2 separate regions of the Sus scrofa genome follow, and region 1 is linked to region 2. A link is a contact called in public HiChIP or PLAC-seq data. All regions are on one chromosome and are shown on one strand. Each heading gives the region's core, a stretch centred on a gene start, on an enhancer-like site or on the middle of the called end of the contact. The rest is flanking DNA. Distances are from core to core; before and after follow the strand shown. Region 1 overlaps RNF2 (E3 ubiquitin-protein ligase RING2). Region 2 overlaps FAM129A (protein Niban-like).

What was found. HiChIP or PLAC-seq counts read pairs in DNA pulled down with a chosen protein or histone mark.
Region 1: an H3K27ac HiChIP or PLAC-seq map of alveolar macrophages shows a contact between it and region 2. The contact joins two enhancer-like sites. A contact is called at or near these places in 1 of 47 Hi-C or Micro-C datasets (embryonic fibroblasts) and 1 of 2 datasets of contacts at active chromatin or transcription factors (alveolar macrophages).

Annotation. Positions count from the first base shown.
Region 1 is chr9:126,270,516-126,274,579 of Sscrofa11.1, forward strand. RNF2 (E3 ubiquitin-protein ligase RING2) reads left to right here. Exons shown (of 7, transcript XM_021102634.1): 2 at 26-114; 3 at 3,304-3,464. The coding sequence starts at 28. Among named protein-coding and RNA genes, the nearest start is that of SWT1, 75 kb to the right of the region's middle. Within about 2 kb of position 2,261, at least 3 of the 83 cell types and tissues checked have an H3K27ac peak or open chromatin away from gene starts, as enhancers often do. A contact at or near this core is called in alveolar macrophages, where this site is marked.
Region 2 is chr9:126,109,723-126,114,031 of Sscrofa11.1, forward strand. The region is part of intron 1 of FAM129A (protein Niban-like); the gene reads right to left. Among named protein-coding and RNA genes, the nearest start is that of FAM129A, 61 kb to the right of the region's middle. Within about 2 kb of position 1,544, at least 9 of the 83 cell types and tissues checked have an H3K27ac peak or open chromatin away from gene starts, as enhancers often do. A contact at or near this core is called in alveolar macrophages, where this site is marked.

The DNA.
Region 1 (4,064 bases), core at 1,011-3,510, 160 kb after region 2:
GTTTTTTTCTCCTCTTTATTTCTAGCAATGTCTCAGGCTGTGCAGACAAATGGAACTCAACCATTAAGCAAAACATGGGAACTCAGTTTATATGAATTACAACGAACACCTCAGGTAATGTAGACTAAGATACCTACGTTAGGGAGAATATGAGACAAATGTAAACTGGGGTACATTTTTCGATAACGAAAACTTGGAAGAACGCTAACAATGATAATAAGTTTATATGCAAACAATCCTAATTTGTGTATGTTTGGTTGACACTTCATTCATCAGATAATTTGAGTGCATTCTCTATGAAAGGTCCTAAGCTAGGCACTAGGGGAAGTGATGTAACAGATGTGGTACCAGCCCGGGAAGTTTATAGAATTAAACAACTAAATATCTATAGAATTACACATTTGAGAAGCTGTGTAGAGGGAAGGTCCTCATTGCTGTAAGAAAAAGTAACAGGGAACCAGGGAAGACTATTTTGAGAAGGTGAAGATGGGAAAGACCAGGAGAGCAGCAGGTTCAAGGAGATAAACTGAATTCATTGTAAATTTGAAATGCCTGTAAGATAGGCAGAGATGTTACCTAGAGGGCCAGACCAAATATAAAGTTTTAGGGGCTTTCAGCACATTTTAAGCATGAGAAAGGATAAGATCAGTTAAAGAGAGATGAACAGAAGGCCCAGAACTTCAGCCAGAGGAGCTTTAACATTTAGAAATTAAGTAATAGAAAAGGACCCAGGGAGTTCCTGTCATGGTTCAGTGGTTAACAAACCCGACTAATATCCATGAGGATGTGGGTTCGATCCCTGGCCTTGTTCAGTGGGCTGCAGTGAATGTCACAGACGTAGCTCAGATCCCGTGTTGCTGTTGCTGTGGTGTAGGCCTGCAGCTACAGCTCTGATTCAGTTCCTAGCCTGAAAACTTCCATATGCTGTGGATGTGGCCCTAAAAAGACAAAAGACAAAAAAAAAAAAAAAAAAAAAAAAAAAGAAAGAAAGAAAGAAAAGGAGCCAGCAAAGGAGACTTAGAAGGAACAGCCAGAGAAAAGTAAGGAAAAATGGACGTTGAAGAGAGTGGATGAAAACCCAAGACGAAGTGTTTCAAGAAAGAAGATGCAGTTACTGTGTTGAGTACTCCTGAGTAGATGAGGAAGATGCGAATTACAGAGGTGAACATTAGAGTTGGCACATATACATGCTAACTTTAACAAGAGTAGACTCACTTGAGTAGACTGTGGTGTATGCCTTTAGGACAGGGAAAAGGTGAAAATACACTGGTAATTCTTCAGAGAAATTTAGCTGTGCCGAAGAACAGAGAAATGGAGTGAAAAGCTGAGGGGAACATGGAATCAAGAAGTTTTAAATTTTGTTTTGTTAATAAGATGGGAGATGGAACTGCCGCCACCCCATTCACACAGCTCTAAGGTCATCATTCACACTTCACTATGCAGCAACCCTGTGTTAATTTAGGCTGATTTAGTGAAGAGGGAGAGATTGCTGGAGTCTGAGAGCAAACAATCATAAAAAGAGGGATATACTTAAGAAGGTAGAAAGGAATGTACATATGATAGAAAGAGACCTACTTTCTCCTTCCTGTGAGAAAGAAGGTGCTCTATAAAGATTTGGTAGAGAGAAAATAAGAGAGCTCTCTTTTCATGAAATTTGAGGTGAGATCATCAGGTGGTAGAAGGGCTGTAGAAAGGAAAGTTGAAAAATAGTGTAGTGAGAGATAAACAAGTTTTTTTTTATACCAGTCTGGCTGTGTGGTTCCTTTTTTTCTCTCCTGCAGTGCTACACAGATGCACAGGTAGAGGCATGGAAAACATGGATGGATGGTTTATCCAAGATTGGGATATTGCTAGGCAAGTTCTAAAGAGGAAGAGGAGGACAGACTAGATTACTAGATTGAGTCATCGTCATACTCTGTGTGATTTACAAATTAGAGGTTGTAATTCCTAAATCAAGAGTTTGTTTGTAATAAACTAAGTAAAATACAGAAAGTGTTTTATATGAAGAGGTTGGGACATGATACTTAATGGACAATATCTATAGTTTTGATGTCTTTCCTTGTTGGGATCATCAGTCTTTGACCCTGTAGAGAAAACACAAGTATGATGAAGAACTGGCAGAGACAGGAAGTGTTGGTAACGTATGGGAAGCCCCTTATTTCTGTTTCCATCTACTTTTTTAAGTGCCACCTACTAGACCTCTTTTCTTCAATCTGTAGGAGCCTGTATTGCTGCCTTTAGGAGTTTGGTAGTCTTTGTTCTCAGTGCCACCTTGTGGGAAGGGTTGGTAGTGGCAGTGGTAAAGAAAGTAGGAGCTGTGTCCTGAATTCTGCATTGAAGCTCCAAATGCATTTTAGCACTGAAAACACTTTTAGACATGGCAATTAGCAATACTGTTACTTGTTATTCTTCACATGTGCTGTGGTTTAAATCAGTGGATAGGTTAGCCTGAGAACCTGACCGCTTGGTATAAAAGTGTTTCTGTGGGTCAAGACTTTTTAAGGTTCAAAGAGTGATTTCAGATGAAATTGCTAAGCTGTATATAAATAGGGAATACTTGTATTTGAGTCTTAAAATATTTTAATTGATGGCATTAAATGTATAATTTATTATCAAGATGGTACAGTTGTTTTTGTTTTGGTCTTTTTGCCATTTCTTGGGCCGCTCCAGCGGCAAATGTAGGTTCCCAGGCTAGGGGTCTAATTGGAGCTGTAGCCACCGGCCTACGCCACAGCCACAGCAACGTGGGATCTGAGCCTCGTCTGCAGCCTACACCACAGCTCACGGCAGCGCCAGATCCTTGACCCACTGAGCGAGGCTAGGGATGGAACACGCAACCTCATGGTTCTAGTCGGATTCTTTAACCACTGAGCCACAACAGGAACTCCAAGATGGTACAGTTTTGAAGATGTAAGAATTCTTAGGGTTCATTTAGCCTGCTTCATTTTGCAGATAAGACAGGTTTAAAACTAATGATTTAAAGGCACAAAGCTAGTTGTAGAACTAGACATCTGATTTCATATTTGATGCTTTTAAAAAATTATACCAGATTAGTTTACTATTAGTTATCTTATAAATATGTACTGTTACTATTTTAGCATTAAAATGAGAGCATTTTTGAATACATTAGTACCGGGGATGAGGGAAGTTGGAGATTATAGCTAAAACAAGATTGATTATGAGTTGATCATGCTGGTGACTGGGTGTTCATTTTTGTCTTTTTCTATATTTTTATATATTTGAACTTGTTCATAATTTTAAGGAAATTGGGTAACATTTAATTTTAAAGTGATGCTTTTACAGGAGGCAATAACCGATGGCTTGGAAATTGTGGTTTCACCTCGAAGTCTACACAGTGAACTAATGTGCCCGATTTGTTTGGACATGTTGAAGAATACCATGACTACAAAGGAGTGTTTACATCGTTTTTGTGCAGACTGCATTATCACAGCCCTCAGAAGTGGGTATGTTGAAATGAATTATCCTTGGTACTTAAATTATACCAGGACAGTGCTCAAGTACCTAAGGATTTTGAGAAATACATTCTGATATTTGAGAATTGGAAATGTATCTGATGTCTATGTTTTAATCATTGGAAAAATCTTTGCTTTGAAACGTGGTTTTATGCAAATTATTTTTAATTTTATTTTATTTTTGCTTTTTAGGGACATTCCTGTGGCATATGGAAGTTCCCAGGTTAGGGTTCAAATCAGAGCTACAGCTGCCCTACGCCACAGCTATAGCAACTCAGGATCTGAGTCATGCCTGCAACCTATACCCATAGCTCACTGCAACACTGGATCCTTAACCTAGTGATCGAGGCGGGATCGAATCCACGTCCTCATGTATACTAATCTGATTTGTTTCTGGTGTGCTTCAATGGGAACTCCAGCCTATGGAAGTTCCCAGGGCAGGGGCTGAATCTAAACTGCAGCTGTGACTTATGCTGCAGCTTTGGCAATGTGGGAACTTCTAACCCACTGCACTGAGCAGGGGATCGAACCTGAAGCTCTGCAGTGACCTGAGCTGCTGCAGTTGGATTCTTAACCCACCATGACACAGTG
Region 2 (4,309 bases), core at 294-2,793:
TATAATCTGCAAAAATATTGAATCACTTGGCTGTAACCTAAAACTAACACAATATTGCAACTCAACTATACTTTTAAAAAAAAAAGAGTAGCAATCTCACAATGTTGTCATAATTGCATGAAACAATGTAATAAAGTGCTCAGCACTGCATTTGGCACATGGTAAGTGTTTGGCAATCCCTAGTAATTAAATTAATGATGAAGCACTGAAGCCAACCACCCTGGGAAGGTCCTTAAGTTGAACCAAGGACTCAAGGTGAAGCCAAAAGCAAGCTGTGTATTTAACTCTTTAGCTGGAGCCATCCTGTCTTGCCGCATACAGAACAGCCATCCCACTCACTACAAGCTCAAAACGAACATAACCTACATGTTCACAGATGTTTCAGGAATACTTATAGTATGTAAGAGTCCCTCAATGTAATTTAAAACCAAATGAATCAAACATTAGCCTAAATGAGCCAAAGCAAAAAATGAATTATACCTTCCATCACTTTCTGTATCCCTATTACTCTGTCCCCCATCGTTCCATTCAAAATAATGAGCTATAAGACAGACTTTCTTTTCTGGGTTACATTGAGCCCCTCTCTCTGAGCCTCAATTTTCTGACCTGTAAAATGGGGTCACCAAGACACTATTTTTACAGGTTTTGTGATGATTCAGTGAGATATTCTGCAGTTTAGAAAGTACCTAGAGCAGTGTCAGACACTTTAGCTACTCAACAAATTTTGACTAGTATCGCTATTATGTAATATTACACGGTGGAAGCATTCAAATAAGTGAATCCACCCACAGGCACCACATAAAATCACTTCAGCTTAAACTGTCTTATTTCCACAGTTTTCAAAATTCTTGACTATTGAATTGCATTCCTCTCCACCCCCAGAATTAAGTATCACATTCACTTTCCTAAATTGTAACCCACAGGGCCAGGTCTTTCTCTAAAAGGAAGTTACTCAGTAATACAAAGATTAGAACCACAAAGGGCTTCTTCCACATTTTCTTAAACCAGCATTTTTGGCACATGCATATTTCTTCTAATCCTACTCAATTACTGCAGCCTGCCCATTGTGTTGGTACAGTTGACCTGATCAGGCTGCTCCTAACATCGCCCTTTAGTGATGACTAAAGTTAAAAGAAGCCTCCTTGGCAGCTCTGTTCACAACGCTTAGCTCCATTCAGCTTTGGAAAAGTACGAAAAGCATCTTCCATTCAGCTTTGGAAAAGTACGAAAAGCATCTTCTCTCCTTTTTCAAACCATTTGAATTCATACAGGTTCCAAAACTCAGACTTAGTTGAGTCCTTTTCTCTTGCTCCCATATTCAATCATCAAACCTTATCATTTCTCTTTCCACAGTATGTTTTGAATCCATCTCCTTTTCCCCACCCCAGCCACCACACTTTCAATCAAAGAACAAAGAACTTTCTAGTTCTCAGTTCTGAAAGAGGAACAAGAAAGTCAAAGCCAAAGTGGGAGAGGGGAGTGCCACTGCTGATACAGAGATCCTGGAGGATTAAGGGAGAAAGCCAGAACTTGGTCTGTGTGTCACAGGCAGATTCTAGGAAGCGGCCAGAGTGAGTCCAGAGCTGATGGAGCAAAACAGGAGAGGCTGAATCGTAGCTGGCCCACTCAAGAGAAAGCCAACGTGAGTTATCGAGGCCCAGATGTTAGAGTGGGGAACTGTCCTTCAGAACCAAGTCTTGCCATTAATATTCCCAGGTAACTCTTTTGAAAGCCTTCAGAGGCACATCACATAGTGACAGAGCCATAATCCTCGGGGTTTGACCTGACAAATTTCATTTGACATGTTGTTGCAAGATCATGTTACTTCCGCTGTAAAACTCTTCAACGGTTCCCCATTGCCTAGAGTAGTAGCCACTTAGCTGGCACCAAATGCCCTGTGATCTGGCTTCAACTGTCTTGCTTCCCTCCTCTCCTACTCAAACGAACCCTTCTTCTCCCCTCTACGTGCCCACGCCTTCACCCCTCCTCCCTCCCTCTCTTCCAGCCCACATGACAATCCTAACCCAAGAAACTTTTTCGGCTCTCCCCACCTGGAAACACTCACCTTCTTCTGAATTCTCCCAAAACTGTGCACCACTTTTGCTACAGCTGTTTAAATATAGCTTATCTCTCCTCCAAAAGTATACAACATTTATGTACTCAGCAAATACTTGTTGAATGAATGAAAGAATGGCTATGTAAATATTTAAGAATAAAGCAAATTATAGTGCATCATAATCCTGCCAGTTCCCCAGGAAAGGAGAAAGGTCCCGTTCTCAGCTTGAATATTTATTATTAAAAATATGCACTCTCATAGCTCAATTTTTTTGTTGTTGTTTTTTAAAAAAAGAATCTGACTCTTACAAGTTAATTCCTTTTAAGCTATTAGGCGAATTTTCCCCTGGGAATTGTATGTAGGGAACTATTTACAAACAAATATTTTCCTTGGTTTGCATTTCTTGACCAGTTTGTAGACATGGGAAATATACAACGGTCTAAGTAAAACTTATATGAAGTCTTCTCATTCTAGAAGGTTCTGTGTCAACATTCCAGTTCTGCAGAAGTTTATTTCAATTCTATTCTGTATCAGCGTTTTTTTCCTTTGAAAGATACTATTTATAGTGGATTATTCCTAGTTCAACCATCCTTCTTAGTGTTAAAACAACTATGATGTATTTAAAAGTATTTCCCAAAATATTCAGATTCCATCCTGTTTCAATCACTTTCGGAAATGTAGCTCATAAGTACAGCAAGATACAAAAAATCCAAACATTATTTTTGCTATATTTCCTTCTTATCTTTTTCAAATTATTTTTTAATAGTCGAGATTATTATATTTTGTATCCAGTTGTATTTACTTAACACTTCACCTTCAGTTTTTCTCATAATAACTCACAAAAACATCACAACATTCAGATGTTACATTTTTACTGTTACTATGAAGAGGGAAAATACAGAATGTTTTTTTTAAAAAGAGGTTTATTTTAACAAAGTGGCTGTTTCCTGGGAAATGAAGCAAATTGTATGAGAAGAGAGTTAACAAGGACTTTGGCACAGTTTCTTAAAACCTGTTGAGGTTTCAGGTGAAGATTAATTTGGGAGAATGAGAGAAGTAGCTCTAAAAATAAAATATTTTTAATATTTATAAAACAGAGTATAATAATATCCACTATTATTTATTCTCCCCAGCATTTCTCAGCTTCTACAAGTTTTAAAATCCTGATGAATTATAACATCAGCTTGAGTCTCGGGTTTCTAAGCACCATCACTTTGCACCTTAGGGTGGAGAAGTCGAAATCCCAACTCACAATACAAAGGTGCAAAAATCTAATTACACAGAATAATGCCCAAGGACTCTCTCTTTCTTCTGGTAAGTGCCTTAGAGAATGAGGAGAAATTGGATTCTCCGTAATTGAACTAAATGATATTTTTTTTAAGCACATTTATTATTGGTGCTTGAGTGACAGGTTTTGTTGTTTTGTTTTTGTTTTTTAACACCCTACAACAAAAATTCTTCATAGGCAGCCTTGATGCCAGTAGGTCCCCGCATCCTACCTGGCAGAAACTCCGCTATGAGTTAAAAATCAGACACATATACCAACTGAAGTTCTCTGTGATTTACCTCAGATATTAATCCACAGAAAAGAAACACATACTTATGCTCCCAAGAGCTTATATTAAATACAACAGAGTTAAGCCAGGACCTTCGCTGGACTCAGAAAGCATCTGGACGGAAAGCAGACATGCTTAGGAACAAAAGTAGAACAGTTTCTTCATTTCTAAAACTCACGCTCATAGACACCCTAAATTCCGAGTTAGGTTTGCTGTACTTGCCCTTAGACTGTTAGAGACCCTCATCTTTTTTTCCAGGCCCTTATCTAAAAGCAGGCACAGTATCTTTAATATGATCATGAAGCTTAGCCCAATATGGGCATTCAATGAATCCACATGTGCTTACAAATGCCATGTCAGAGGCCAGGAACCAGCTCTAACTGGTGAGGCAGAAGCAAAAATGTTTTCTAGAAGTGATCACAGCCACCCAAATAAAGTTTTCCATCTGCACTATGTATTTAGAAGAACAATACTTTCACAGGTTCCTATAAGTAAGAGAAATGGGAGGAGCTATATAAGGGAGGAAAAACACTACCATTTGATGTGACAATTCCCAGTACTTTATTCTATGGAAAAATAAAAACCCTAATGTGGTCAGCTATTCTAAAGCACAGCTCTTTAGAACTCTAGGACCTCAAGTCTGGTGCTCTCTTTTTTAAGGGAAGAAACTAACAGTACTGTTAGAAAAATATGTATG